Linked DNA regions of Gossypium hirsutum: region 2 is linked to region 1. Evidence: chromatin contacts called from public Hi-C data. All regions are on one chromosome and are shown on one strand. Each heading gives the region's core, a stretch centred on a gene start, on an enhancer-like site or on the middle of the called end of the contact. The rest is flanking DNA. Distances are from core to core; before and after follow the strand shown.

Region 1 (2,696 bases), core at 143-2,642:
TTTGAACTTATTGGTGCATAGGAGGTGGTGCCATGGGGTAAGCAACAGGGACAATGTAAGGAGGAGGGGAATGAGGATGGTGAGCAGGAGGAAGCATAACAGGAGTTCCTGCAGCAGATCCAATATGCCCTGGAGCAGCAGCAATCGGCCGCCCAACAGGCGCTCCGTACATGCCTAAACCCGGCAAATGCGGATGAGCCCTGTGCTTCACTGATTGCCCCATGACCGCTGCACCGGGTGAGTTTGTGTTAGCCTGTTGGCCTGTGATAGGCGCTTGATGAGATGTATCCCCATTGTTAACACTCGTGATGTCGTGGATGCTGGACCGCCGCCGGTCTCTATTCATCGAATTTAAGCGTATAAAATACTTTTGTGCATGGCTAGCCACCTGCGTCGGAGTTCTCGATATCACAAAGTTCCTTGAAATGCTTCTCCAATCTCCTTTCCCAAACTTGTCTAAACCAAGTAGAAATAACCTGAATAACACATGTAATGTTGCTTGTCACATTACATATATCTTTATTTTCTATAAGACCCCAAATCCTAGGGCACTCAAGTCTTAATTCGAGTCACGTTCCAATACTTAAGTCAGTATTTAAGAAAAAAAAGAAAAACAGACAAGAAGTAGTAGAGGGGAATACCTATGCTCTTCTTCAGTCCATGGGATTCCTTTCCTTCTTTCTTGGTCGGACCTCGAACTCTGTTTCCCTCCATGTCCGGTAGAATCAAGGGTTAACCCCGAAAACCCATTTCCGTAACCGGAATTGGATCTCCTATCAGAATTAGGAGCCATGGAAGGTCCATGAAAATGATCCTTGGCAGAAGAGGAAGGTTCTTCTCCTTTATAACGAGGAAGTGGGACATGACCAGCCTCTATTGCAGTAACATCCTCCACTAATAATTCATAGTGAAGTTTCAACTCCTCAAGACTTTTAGTAGGAACCGTTGAAGCAATCTTTTCCCATTGCTCTTCACATTCCTCTTTCTCTATCCAATGCATTGCTATTGCGTTTTCAAATGCCTTCTCTTCTTCCCTGCTCCAACTAACACTTCCTGCCATACTACCAATAATACCCTACAAAAGAGGTCACTCAATTTCTAAGCTCAATGTTCTCTTATGTTCAACAGCTTAGTTGCATTTGGAAAGGGTCGAAAAATAAAAATAAAATAATGGGAAATGAGAGTGTAGGATAAGGGATAGAAGTATAAAATAAATTAGGGGGAAATTAAAATATAAAATCTAAAACATAAAATGAAATTGATATGGACCACTTTGAAAGCAATTCATAAATTGTCATCTTCACTGATAGTCTATTGAAAGGAGTAGAGTCGACTTGTTTTAAAGTATCTGGACTGAGTTCAAATTCTGAAATTATCACTGTTGGAAAGATTTCTCCTAAATACTACTACTCAAATAGAATTAGTCTCAAACAATAAAGTGAATTATGACACTTGTAGCTATAAAAAAAATTTTAAATTTTCATGTTCCTAATTAGAAGGTAAGAAAAATTATATAAAATTTAAAAAAGAATTCATAAAATGCTTCCTTTTTAATGCATTTGTAGTTATACATATTTTTTTAATCTCTCTATTTTTCAAGAAATTTAGTCTATGTTGTTTTTTTTTTAAATTTAAATCTAATTAATAAATTTACGCTATATTCGAATATACGATATTTCAATATTCATTGATTGATTTAAAGAAATTAAAGGCACATTCAAATTTAATAAAAGTTAACAAAAGGTTTATCAATTAATTTTTATATTAAAATTTTAAATCAGACTATTCAAGAGATTAAAAGTAGAATAATTAAATTTAATTTTTTCAAAAATGTATAGGGACTGAGATGCAAAATAGCATCTCTTTTTTACTCTAATCATAGAGGGAGCAAGATCAAGGGAGATGAGGTCCCAGAGAATCTTTCTAGAAGATTACCACCACGCGCGCATTTTGTACATTCTTCTCATAATTAAATTAAAATATGTTTTAAAGTTACATACTTTTCATAAATTTAAATTTTAGTTTTTATAATTTTATTTTCAAGAATTTAATTTATTTATTTTAAAAAAATTTAAATTCAAGTTTAATGTTAATAATGTTAATTTTTTTTTTGTTAAATTTGATAATGTGATATTGAAATAATAAAAAAGTACTCACTCGGTAACGATACAACTAAAAAATTAGTGTTATAGTGAGCCTAAATTTTTTTAAAAAAATTTAACAACATTAACAATTAGATTTAAATTTTAAATTTTAAAAAATAAAAAACAAAAATATAAAAACTAAATTTTAAATTTAAAACTATACTATTATGCCTTCTTTCCTTGTTATTTGGACTGTTTATAGAAATTTTATACCTTTTGCAGTAATAAAAAATTTCAAAATTATATTTTTTTATTTGAAATTTTAAACTTATTTTAATTTGGTAATTTTATATTTTCTAACTGTGCTAAATTTTCATAATACAAAGCTTTGGTAATATAGAAGTAATTTTAATGTCATCTCTTCGTAAAGTAATGTAAGATTTCTCAATTTTATGAAATTAACGAACAACTTATTTGAATTAATAATATTTATTTTTTTAACAAAATAAATCAATTTCCATTATATTAATATATTTTTTAATAAACATTAATATTTTATATCTTTAAATTACATCAGCTTCAATTATCGAAGACTTCAATTTTAAATAAGTC
Region 2 (2,696 bases), core at 56-2,555, 580 kb after region 1:
AAATTCTCTCCGTGATCTTGCTGATGGTGCTTCAGTTTCTGTCGGTGATCGAAACACTAAGAAGGTACGGTTCAAGGATCAGAATTCAGATTTGGACTCAGAAATGGTGGATGGTGTTAACCTAACACCGACTCTCTTGGAAAGAGATGCTTCTAGGAAAGGGAACTCATGACCAACAAGGAGAGAAATGAGGGGCTTTTTTCAGGAACGGATGATGACTTTGTTCTTTTAGACGGTGATATCAAAAGATCATCAGTTAATGGTATTCCATCGATCGAGTTCTCGGACAGGGTTAACGAAATCTTAGTCAAGAACATGGCTACCTCGGTGGTGCTTAAACTACCGGGGAGAAATATTGGATTCGCGGCGCTTCAAAATCGGATCTATGGTATCTAGAAACTGTCCATGCGCTTCAAAATGGGTATTTTCTGGTGAAATTTCAAAATCTAGTAGACTATGAAAAGGTATTATCTCAAGGGCCATGGACTATTATTGGGCAATATTTAATGGTACAACTATGGACAACGGATTTCGATCCCATTAAACCCTATTCGAGTGTGGTTATGACCTGGCTCAGACTCCCGGGACTTACAGGCCATATGTATATGAAGAAAATCCTGTGGAAAATAGGTGGTATGGTTAGAAAAGTTGCAAAATTGGACTTTAACACGGATGGTAAAGCAAGGGGCAGATATGCTAGCATGGCGATCTATATTAACCTGGAAAAACTCTTGATTTCAATGGTTTTGATTAACGGAAAAGTTCAGCGGATTCAGTACGAATCTTTACCGGTTGTTTTTTTCTCTTGCTGTCGTTATGGACATTTCAAAGAGAACCGTGGGCAAGTGAAAGAGATTCTGGAATATTCGGCCAGGAAAAACACGACGCCAGAAAATGGAATTCCAGAAACTGAACCGGCGGTGGAAACTGACCCTTTTGGACCTTGGATGCTGGTGGTGCGCAAAATGAAGAAACCATCTAAGGACCCACAAAATTTTGGAAAGAACAACACTATAAAGAAAGTTTTGGGATCTCGCTTTCAAGCTTTGAATAATTTAGAGAAAGAAAATGGAATGAACGTTGCGGGAAAAGAGGGATTTACAGATTCTTTGCGAAAAGATAAAAACCCTATAATTAAATTATTGCAAGGATTAGAAAAAGAAAATCTAGAAGTAAATTCCAATAAAGGTGGTCCAAAGCTTTTCAAATAAAGTTGACCAGGCCCAAGTTAATAAAATTGTTTCAGCGTCCAAGGGCGCTAGTGATGGAGGGCTGCTATTAAGCCAGTTGGGCTGTCAGGACTATGAAGGGCTCACTTAAGTTTAATGAACCTGGAAGCAGTCCAAATAAAGGGCCTTTGGGGAAGCAGGCCACTCCAGCTGCAAAATCAGGGCCTGAAAGTGATGGGCAGCTTCCTTATGTATCAACCCAAGATGATCACAACCAAGTTCAATCCAACTCTTGTTTTAATTTTGTTCGTTTCGAAAAAATTTCTGCTTTATTTGCTGTAGGTGCAAATGCGTCGGGACTGGAGCCATCCGTGCAGGCTAATGAATTTGATGGAGTTAAAGCACACTTCAATCCAACCTTCGAAGGTCCTGTGGGTGTTGGGGTCCAATTGTCCGATGGCGTTTTAGATCCTGATAAGCACACTGTTGTAGTTTTTAAGGAAAATTCGCACCCAAATTTCCATGAACTTGCTGAAGTACATTAACTTTGATGCCTTAGGAGCGGGTAGTTTAGGAAATAAAAATAGAAAAAATAGTGGCAAGTTTGGTATTGGTCAAGGAGGTTGGAAATTAAATAAATCATTAAGGGGAAATCTACTGGGAATTCTCGTATTCCTCTAGTTGAATCTATGGAGGCAGTGGTGATTTTTATTTTGTCCCAAATGGTGAATGAAACAGGAAATGGAGCGCAAGATAAAGTAGCTTCCAATTTAGTTGGTGTTGCTGATTCTCAGTAATGGTATGTCACTAATTTTCATTTTATTTTTCATGAATTTCTCAATTTTTTCTTGGAATTGTCAGGGTTGTGCTAGTTCCAGATTATAATATGGAATATAAATCGGATATTATTAGTTTGCTTGAACCCAAAGTAAGTGGGACCAAAGTAGATAAAATTATAGCACAGTTGGGGCTCGATACTTACATCCGTGGGGGCAATAGGATACTCTAGGGGTATTTGGATTGGTTGGAAAAATTCAGTTCGGGTTGAGGTGGTTCACAATCACCTTCAATTTAATCTCGCCTGGGTTTGGTCAATTTCTTCTTCAGTATCGATTTTTATTTCTTTTGTGTATGGAAGCTTAAATCGTCAAAAGCGTAAGGACGTATGAGAGGATCTTAGCTTATCAATTCCCGTGGGGCAAATTTCATGAATGGCTATTGGTGATTTCAATGTAATCTTGACACCTAATGAAAAAATTGGTAGTTTTTTAGCAGGTAGGAGATGCTCCCCTTTACAGGGCACAGAGGTAGGCTTTTTGAGAGATTGGATTACACACTAAAGAATGAAGCATGGATAAAAATTTTTCGAAATAGCTTGATTACCCATCTTCCCAAAACTAAGTCAGACCATAGAGCATTTTTTCTCAGCCTTAATCTGGAGATTTCTTTACCTAGAGGAAGGCCTTTTCGGTTTTTGGTAGGATTGGTCAAGCACCGTGAGTTTGGGGATTTTGTGAATGACAATTG

What was found. Hi-C and Micro-C count contacts between places; a contact is called where the count stands out from the background.
Region 2: a Hi-C map of leaf shows a contact between it and region 1, with 2.0 times the contacts expected there. The contact joins the enhancer-like site here to the promoter of LOC121206710 in region 1. A contact is called at or near these places in 2 of 34 Hi-C or Micro-C datasets (both in leaf).

Annotation. Positions count from the first base shown.
Region 1 is chrA09:41,572,055-41,574,750 of Gossypium_hirsutum_v2.1, forward strand. It overlaps LOC121206710 (transcription factor MYBS1), which reads right to left and starts at 1,393. Exons shown (of 2, transcript XM_041077799.1): 1 at 642-1,393; 2 at 1-476. The coding sequence starts at 1,060. The coding sequence ends at 8.
Region 2 is chrA09:42,150,701-42,153,396 of Gossypium_hirsutum_v2.1, forward strand. No RefSeq gene overlaps it. Among protein-coding and RNA genes, the nearest start is that of LOC107889947, 7.0 kb to the left of the region's middle. Within about 2 kb of position 1,306, at least 7 of the 9 cell types and tissues checked have an H3K27ac peak or open chromatin away from gene starts, as enhancers often do. A contact at or near this core is called in leaf, where this site is marked.